Linked DNA regions of Ovis aries: region 1 is linked to region 2. Evidence: chromatin contacts called from public Hi-C data. All regions are on one chromosome and are shown on one strand. Each heading gives the region's core, a stretch centred on a gene start, on an enhancer-like site or on the middle of the called end of the contact. The rest is flanking DNA. Distances are from core to core; before and after follow the strand shown. Region 1 overlaps WDTC1 (WD and tetratricopeptide repeats 1). Region 2 holds the start of AHDC1 (AT-hook DNA binding motif containing 1).

Region 1 (4,372 bases), core at 1,326-3,825, 260 kb before region 2:
GCTTCAGCATGTTAGTGCTGTGGTTGCTGGAAGTAGGAATTGGGAGAGTGGTTAATCCCAGTCCTTGGAGAATTGGGCCTTGAATCGGACTTTTAAAGGGGCAGTAGAATCTTGCTAGATGCAAATGAGGCCCTGGTGAATTCAGTTGCTATCTGTTTGAAGTGATTGTGCAGCGCCTTGACCTTGGAGTTTGCTGTCCTATGCTCTTGGACCCTTTGGACCAAGCACAAGCAGGATCCTAGACATCTGAAGCTGGCTGTGGGTCTTGCTGTGTGGTAATGGCCAGTGGTAAGGGAACAGGTCCATATCCTGAAGAACCCTTTATCTTTGAAGACCACCAGGGCCCCCAGCCCTTCCGCCTACAGCACCAGCAGGCAAGCAGGCAGGCAGACCCCATCCCCCAGCCAGGGCCAGGATGGGAGATGGATAAAGCTGGGCCCACAGCCATTTCTGCTCCGTCTGGCATCCGTCGGCTCTGCCCAGACAGACAGGCCAGCTGGTGTGCCATCGTCTGGCTGCAACTCGGCAGGCCAGAGAGGGAAGCTTAAGAAACCCACCCAAGTCAGCAGGCTGGTGGATGGGGGTTTGGGAAGATGCTGCCCCCACAGGCCTTAGCTCAGACATCAGGAGTTGGCCATGGGCTCAGATGGCAGCCAGCCCCAGGAGATGACAGTTGGGGGCCCTCCTGGGGTGTTTTGCCCCTCTTTTCCAGCAGGTGGGTAGAATGCAGTGGTCTTCATGCAGGCTGTAGGCTGAGCACACTCTCCTGCATTTTGCTGAGAAGGACTGATGATTTCCCAGTCCACAGTACCCTTAACATCTTCTCTGAATCCCTACTATGCACTGAGAACTAGAGACACAAAGTTCTGTCCCTCCGAGTTACTGTGCTCCAGAGCGCACAGCCTCTGGACAGGGGATAAAGAGGTGGGCATGGTCCATCACCGAAGAGGCAGGAAGCAGTGAGTCTTTGAAGGGTCAGGTGAAGTGCCATGGGCAGAGGAAAAGTCGGGTCACTGTACCTGGGGATCAGGGAGCACCGGGAAGACGTGGTGTCTGCTTTCAGTGTGGGCAGGCTTAGACAGGAGAGGAAAGCGGGGAGGGGACTGTGGGGGAAGGACATTCCCAGGGAGATGAAACGGTGTGAACAAAGGCGTGGGGGTGGGGGACTGACTGAAGAGCTTGTTTGCAGAACAACAAATCCATTTGGCTGGAGCAGAGGGTTCGGGAAGGGACTGGCAGGAGATGAGTCTGTGAGGTAGCCTGGGGCCAGCCTGGGAAGGTCTTGGAATGCAGAGCGGTGGCGTTTTGGCCTCGATTCAGTGGATGATGGGCAGCTACTGAAGAGTTTCGAGCAGCAGAGGGAGGTGTTGAGGGCTGTCTTTTCAGGGAGATTGAGCTGGCAGCAAGTCCGGATGGGTGCGCCCTGGGGCCAGCTTGCTCTCTCCCCATCCCCACGTGCCTGCCAGTGACCCTTAGAATGTCACGTTCTGTCCCAGGCCAGTCTCCCCAGGGCAGCCATCTGCTCCTGGATGCGGTGGGAGCTGTCGCCCTCTGGCTTCTGGCTGCTTTCTGGTCTGGCTCTCCCCGGGAGTTCTGAGGGGCACCTTGCAGGCGGTAATTGGGTTTCCGAAGCGCGCCTGCTCCTCCGTCACAGCCACTCGTTCTGACGCAGCTGCGCCGTCGGGACACTCTGTCTCCCGCCCGCCTCCGCACTGCCAAGCCTCTTGTCCCTGCTCTGAGCACCGGTGCTCCCTCTGGGTGCTGTAGGAGGGAGGGTCAGGAGCACAGCTCCAGCGTCAGACCTGCCCTGGCCCCCGCCGCGCACAGGGGTTGTGAGCTGCGCCTTGGTGGGGAGGCCATGGTGGGGGGGGGCGGTCGGCGGCGTGCTTCTTAACGCAAGTGGGTCCTAGGCCCGCCTCACCCCAGCAGAGGGGAAAAACGGAGAAGTGGATCCTGTGAGGACACCTGGCTCTCCAGTTGAGAGGTGGGGCTGTCTGTGGACCTGGGCAGATGTGTATTCTATACTCCTGCACAGGGTGGGAGGAGGAGGGGCTTCTTCTCTGACCCTCCCCACCCCGCAAAACTATTCCCACTTCCCCACATCCATGCTTCGGGAGTTTGGAGAAGTTAGTGTGGACAATTTGCAGCTCCTGTGGCCTATGCCCGCCCCCACTCCCGCCATCCACTTCCAGAGGAGTGACTCTGCCAGACCGTCAGGCCCCGTCCTCCAGCCCCGGGAGGCAGAGGCCACAGCTGCTGTGGATCAGTCAGCCAGGGCAGAGGGGGCCTGGCTGAGGACTTGCTGCCTGCTGGTCAGCAGCCTGAATCCCCAGCCTGACACTTCTGGCTTCCCCGGACCACAGAACTGTCCTTGAGGGCCCCCTGCCTCAGACCTGGCTTTGAAGGCCAGCCGGGGGGATCTGAGGAGGTGGGTGGAGGAAAGGAGAAGGAGGGCCTGGGAGCCTGAGGCGGGCAAGATGCCAGGCCTTCTGCTGCAGGGCTGCGGGTGCCTGGGGTGAGCGGGTGCACAGTTGCACTCTGTGTCCAGCAGAGGGCAACCCGACACTGGTTTTTGCCTTATGCCCACCCTCTACCTGCCAATACGCCAGGGTTCCTGGCTTTCCTCCTAAACATACTCTGCCTCCTAGAGAGCAAGCCCTGGGCTGAACCAGGATTCTGTTCATCCCCAAATACCCTTGCCCTGAGATCGCTCAAAGGTGGGCTGGGGTGGCCACAGGAAGCGACAAGACTGAATGGGGACTCCCTACCTGCCACGGGGCCCCACCTCCAAAGCACACTCCCCTGCCTTCCCAGGGATGGTGACCACTACGATGCCCTGAGGGACTGCCTCAAGGCCATCTCCCTAAATCCATGCCACCTGAAGGCGCACTTCCGCCTGGCCCGATGCCTCTTTGAGCTCAAGTACGTGGCTGAGGCCCTAGAGTGCCTGGATGATTTCAAAGGGAAGTTCCCGGAGCAGGCCCATAGCAGCGCCTGTGACGCATTGGGACGTGACATCACGGCCGCCCTCTTCTCCAAAAATGACGGTGGTGAGTAGAGTGCGCACTGAGGAGGGGTTGCTGTCACTCTGTCTGTTGGAGATGCTGCGTGACATTCTGGAGAGGACGTAAGTCCTGAGACTGGAGAGGCCTGGGCTCACACTGATTGAGAACCACGTGACCCTGAGACAGTCACTTGGTCTCTTAAGGATTAGCAATAGCGTGTTTAAGGCACCTGGTGTGGTTCCCCCGGGGCTCAGGATAGGGGCTCAGGATAGGAGCTAGGTCATCCTCTCCTGTCATAGACAGGGCCTTGGCCGTTCCGTTGGGATCCGAGCTCCAGCTAGTTGGCTAGAGTGCACTTGCTCCAGATTGCATGGGTGCAGGAGAGACAGCCCACAGGGCAGTGGTAAGGCCCCGGGCACAGGGATGGAGCCTCGGTTCCAGTCTCAGCTCTGCCATGTGGAACCATGAGACTGGGCAGAGCACAGCCTCTCTGAACCTGCTGGCTTATTTGTACAGCATGTTGAAGGGCCTGCCCTGCTCCTCTGGGTAGCGCTGGAGAGTGAGCCAGGTAACTGTGCAGTCTGTAAACATGAGAGGGGAGCTCACTGGGGGCAGACATGCAGCTTCCTCTTCTGCTCTGCAGCGTATTGGACCATGGATTGATCCATCTGTCTGGATAGTGCCAGGCACTGTGCTATGTCCTGGGAATACATCTAGGAACAAGTCAGATAGAATTTCTGGATTCAAGAATTTATAGCCTGGGAAGGACCCTAGCGATGAAGGAGAAGCAAAGAAGGCCCCGGGGGCCTGATAGGGTGTGAGTGCAGGGGAGGGGTTGAAGGCAGCCCGGGGTTTTTGAGGGAGACGTTCAGGCAGAGATCTTGAAGCTGGGGAAGAGGTGACTAGGCAGAGTGTCGCCAGAGGTGAAGCGTCTGGCAGAGGGGCCAGCGCGTGCCAAGGCCTTGAGGCAGGCAGGGACAAGGCACTGAGAGAGCTGGTGTGACTTTACTGAGGCGCGTATGCGGCCACCAGGACCCAGGCTGACTTGTCCTCCGGGGCGGGAGGGCTAGAAAGATCACCCGCTCAAGGCTCTCTTGGCAGCGCTTTGCCCTCCCCTCCCCGCCGCTCACCTCCACACCAACAGACCTTAGGGCCGGGCATCCTCGGGGCTTCCAGACGTTATTCAGGGACCTAAGCCAAGGCCGTCCTGGCATCAGCGATCTCCTCTTGAACACCCTCAAGGGCAGGATGCACAGATGCCTCTTTTCCACAGTTGTTCCCAGTTTTCCAGGGTAGTGGGAGAGGGACAGCCCTTCATGGCTTACTACTTGGACGGAGAACGGGGTGAAGGGTGGGGAGGAAACGGG
Region 2 (4,762 bases), core at 1,178-3,677:
CCGGCGGCGGCGGCGGCGGCGGCGGCGGCGGCGGCGGCGGCGGCGGCGGCAGCAGCAGCAGCGGACAAAATGTGGCCACCCTGACCCAGAGGCAAAGCTTGTCCTCACACCCTGAGCTCTGCCCAGGGAGCTGGGGCCAAGTCCCGCCTGACACCAACTGGTCCGGCGGGAAACGCCTGCCCAGCCAGACAGGCATAGGCCCCCCAAGGGTCCCTCCTTGTGCTCAGGGACCAGGCTGGTGCAGGCTGGCCCTGCCTCCCAGGGTGACGCCTGGGCCCAAATTCAGCTGGCCCTGCCAGTCAGGCACTTGGTGCAGAACCCAGGGCACTAGGCTCAGCCCCTCACAGCCCAGCCCCCGGGGCCCCCAAGCTAGCAGGGAGGGGGGACTCCCCACCCCTCCACATCTGGCCCCGGCCCCCAGGGTCTGCGGTAGAGAATTCCCGCCCCCGCTGCTCTCTGTCTCCCTCCTCCTGCTCGGTGCCCGCTGCCCGCCTCGGGGACAGCCCCAGCTCCCGCCTCGGGCCAGCAAGGCCCACATCCTTCCTCCCTCGGCCGGCCCCTGCGCCTGGCAGGAGGCTGGGGGGTCAGGCTGCTGGGGAACCCCTCCGGCTCCCATCAGTCTTCATCCCCAGCCCCCAAACTCTCTGGGTTGCCGTCCCTTTTCCTGTAGAACAGGAAACAAGGTTATTTCCTAGACTCGGAGCCAGCCCCCTGCCCCTCTGGCTCTGCCCGGGGACCAAGACCCAGCAGGGGAATGCGCCCGGAGCCAGAAAGCGGAGGGATTCAGCGATTCACCCCCCAGCGACTGGCCCAGGGGGCTGACAGCTGTCACTCAGCACCCCAAGCCCTGGGGAAGAGGGGGCCCCCGATTCAATCAGAGCCTCAGAGGAAACGCATTGATGGGCGATTATTTATTTATTTATGCAAAAGTGAGCCGACTTTGTTCGCCAGGTAACCGGGCACGCGGCCCAACCCCTCCGGCCCCGGCCGCCCCCAAATCCCTCCTCCGCCCCACACCCCCTCCGGGTCATTAGGTCCCCGCCCCTCAACTCCCAGAGCACAAGCGGAACCTTGGGATTTGGGGGTTGGAGGGGAGGGGCTTCTCCCCTCCGCAGTCTCCCCCTTTCCCAGCGCCGTTCCTAAAATCCAGCCTTGTTCTCCGCTCCCACGGTCCCCCCCTTCACCCACCCCCCCCCCCTACATTCTCAGCAAGCTGGAGAGCAAATTGCAGTTTTAAATCCAAAGACGGAGGGAGGGGGAAGGAGGAGGGGGCGCGCGGCAGCGCTGGGCGCGCACCTCGCCCCCGAGCCGGGGGAGCCGCGGGGCGGCCAGGAAACCCGAGAACCCCCCCTCCCCGCCCCCCCTTCTCGTCCACCTCCCCCTCCCCCTTCCCGGCGCTGCCTGCCAGGCTTCGAGCCGAGCCCAGCCGAGCCGCGGGCCCCGGTGGAAACAAAGACCGATCGCACCGCGGGCACCGCAGCCACGGGGTCCGGCGGACCGGACCGGGGCGCGCGGAGGGGGCGCGGGGCCCCCCCGGTGCGCTGCACAAAAGAGCCCGGCCGGCCGGTCCCCAGCGGGGGTCTAGGGCCGGGGAGGAGGCGCCACTCACCGGAGTGCTGGGCTGCCGGCTCCGTGGGTCCGAGCCAGGCGAGGGGCTTCGGGGGGCGTCTGTTTTCCGGCGGCGGCAGCGACGCGGGCGCCCGGCAGCTGGGGAGAGGAGTCGTGGAGGAGCCCTGAGCCGCCCGCCGTTGCTGACAGCATGGCTCGCGCCTCGGCTCACATTCTCCGCCGCTAACTCCGCTGGACCCGGCCCCCCAGCTCCCGCGGCGCCCCCCACCTCGATCACTCCTTCGTTCTCTCTCTGCGCCCCCTTGCTCCCCCCACCACCACCACCGCGCACACACTCTCACAGCCCTGGACACCCCCACCCCCACCCCCCCAATTGCAAACCTGGGAGGGAACGCGCCCCGCGTAGTCCTCCTCCTGCTCCTCCTCCTCCGCCCTCCTCCCTCCCGCTCTCTTCTGGCTGTCTGTCTGTCCCTCTGACTGTCTCAATCTCTCGCTCCCTCTGCCTTTCTCTGCTCTCAGAGCTGGGTGGGAAAAGGAAATGAGGACAGAAAGCAGACGCTGGCTTTGGGTGGTGGTAGCTGGATTCCCTCTCTCCCTCCCTCCCCCTCCTCCCCTCCCTCCTCCTGCCTTCTGCTCTCTCCGCGGCGAGCGGGGCTGAGCGCAGCCTGGCGGGTGGCTCGCGTTGCCCGCCCGCCCGCCTGTCTGTCTGTCTGGTCTGCCTCGCTCGCTCCCTCCCCTCGCCGTCTCTCGCCCTCGCCCTGCCTGCCTGCCTGCCTGCCTGCCTCTCTCCGTCTCCGCCGCCGCCGCCGCTGCCTCTGCGAGCTCGCCTTACCTTCGCCGCTCACCATCCGGAACCCCAGGGGGGAGCGCGCGCGCGGCTCGCCGGGACTTGTAGTCCCCGCCTCGGCCGCTCCGCGCGCGGAGCGGGCGGGGCGGCGCCGGCAGCTCCGACGGCGCGGCCGGGAGCCCGCAGGGGGCACCCAGCGCCCGAGCCCTCGCGCGCTTCCTCTTTTACCAAAGGGGGATTGCGTTCTTCCCTAAGGATCACCAACGTTCCCCACCTTCCTCGTCCCGCTGCGGGGGGCTTTGGCCGGAGCGGAGGTTGCGGGTGGGAGTGAAGGGGCGGGGTCTGAGAATGGAAAGAGTAGAATGGGGGAATCGAGGGACTAGCTAAAAGGACTTGAGACTTTCTGGGGGCGTCCCAATTAAATGAGAGAGGAAGCGGTAAGAGGAGACGGCCGGCTCCCTGAATCTGGAGGCGCTCTCCCTTCATGAGAAGGTTACCTATTGAGTAAAGCGCAAGGGTTGATGGAGAGAGGGCTGCTCCAGAAAACTCAAAGCCCGCCCGCACCTCCTCCTCCTTTCAGGGACCCCCAATCTCAAGTTCTGAGCTCTGGGTTTAGCCACCTCCACCAAAGACTAGTTTTTCTAGAAGTCCGAGGAAGACAAGAGCATGAAGTCCTGGATTCTCCACAGATCTCTCTCTCTGTCAGACACACACACACACACACACACACAGCCTTGCCTTCCTGAATTCGACTGAGCTTCTTCCTGGTGTCAGGAAGCAGCATTCAGATTCAACAGTTCAGAGCTCCTGCTGGGCCCAGGGGGCTGGACTCAGCACTTTCACCTACCTCCTCTGCAGGTCACATCTGTTATCCAGCCCCTAGCTCCGGCCCCCTGCCTGGCCTGTCCCCACAGATGGGAATGTGCACTGCCAGGGCCTGGTTACCAAGGAGAGGTCTTTGGACAGTGCAAGAAGGAGAACTGCTGCTGCTGCCACTTTCTGAACACCGCAGGGCTCTTGAGTCCTGCAAAGACCTGGTAGAATGATTTTGTTATCATTTCCATTTTAGAGATGAGGGCACTGAGGCCCATGACCCCTACTGAAGAAGTTGGTAGAGCCCGGCTGGACCAGGGTCTGTTCCATTCCAAAGCTCACTGCTTAACCTCTGGGTCAAGCAGGGAGCTGCGACTTCCAAGCTCTCCATCTGACCTTCTCTCCCGGCGTCTGTGTGTCCTCCCTTGGCACTTAAATTCGACAAATGTTAACTGAGGTGTGCAGGGCTCACAGGGGACACGGAGATGAATAATGCATGGTGGCTGTCCTGTCCCCGGCGTCTACCAGCACCAGCCCCGACTGGTCCTGTGCTAGTCCCACTTCATCTATGTGTCTGACATTCCTTTGCCCAATGTCTGCTGGCTTTTTCTGTCTTGCCCTGTGTCTGAAGTCCCTTCAGCAGTGCCTTTGTCCTTGGCCCACCCGTTTCGGACTCTTCCTTTGGCCCTGCAGGGTGATACGAGGTGATGGCCAGCGTGTGACAAAAGGCAGGTGGTGTCGTTTTGCCAACAGCAGCTCCCTGTCACCACCTGCAAGCCCCTCCTCTAAGACAAAAAAGTTGGGGGGATCTGGGGGACACTCTGTTGGCCCTTTGCAGGGAGTGGGGGCACCACAGCCATGGAAGAGGTCTAGGGCTCTAAATAGTTCCATCTATTGATCTGGCATCATCCGGGCTGCTGACCAGCCGCAGAGGCACCCATTTGGGAGTAGCTTCTCCTTACAGGCAAGCCCTGGGTTCAAAGATTTATCAGTTGAATGGGAACCATTGTAAGATCAGATATTAACAAAAGAAAGCAATGGTTAAAGTTGTTAGGGGCCCTTTGCAGCTCCCCAGCCTGACCTAAAGTTACACAAATAGATGAGGCTTTGGCATCTTGCCCCAGCTGGTCCCCCACCGGTGAGACTTTAGCATTGGGAAGGCTAGGAAAGGCCCAGGTTCCCCTTTCTTTCACACCCTCACAACATCCTTACCTATTAGGCTCTGCCCCAGGGCATAAAGACCCCATCTAAGCTGAATCAAGTTTGAGGCAGGAACTGGGGGGCAATTCAGGATGGCTTCTGGGAGATAGGGAGCCCAAGGTGGAGTGGGATGAAGAGGAGTTTGGGAAAGACACGGGAGAGGAGAGATTAGGTGATGAGGTACAGGGGCCAAGATTAGTAGGGTCCATGGCTCTGTAAGTGAGAGGGGAATAGAAGTTAGGTAGGGTTGTCCATGCACATCCCTCCCACCTCAGGCTGCTTGAGCAGCCCGCTTCCCAGGGAGGTTGAGTGCTCTTAGCCCCCAAGGTGTTGGGCATTGCTGGAAAGCAAGCACTACAGGGTTTCCCAGTCATCTGGGGACTGGTCTTTCTC

What was found. A called contact is a pair of places that touch in the nucleus more often than the background predicts.
Region 1: a Hi-C map of hypothalamus shows a contact between it and region 2, with 5 times the contacts expected there. The contact joins the enhancer-like site here to the promoter of AHDC1 in region 2. A contact is called at or near these places in 9 of 16 Hi-C or Micro-C datasets (blood, hypothalamus, liver and 4 more).

Annotation. Positions count from the first base shown.
Region 1 is chr2:239,701,749-239,706,120 of ARS-UI_Ramb_v3.0, reverse strand. It overlaps WDTC1 (WD and tetratricopeptide repeats 1), which reads left to right. Exons shown (of 17, transcript XR_009599448.1): 13 at 2,815-3,050. Among named protein-coding and RNA genes, the nearest start is that of TMEM222, 19 kb to the right of the region's middle. Within about 2 kb of position 2,575, at least 18 of the 54 cell types and tissues checked have an H3K27ac peak or open chromatin away from gene starts, as enhancers often do. A contact at or near this core is called in hypothalamus and liver, where this site is marked.
Region 2 is chr2:239,442,799-239,447,560 of ARS-UI_Ramb_v3.0, reverse strand. AHDC1 (AT-hook DNA binding motif containing 1) reads right to left here and starts at 2,427. Exons shown (of 7, transcript XM_042245109.1): 1 at 1,951-2,427; 2 at 1,610-1,707.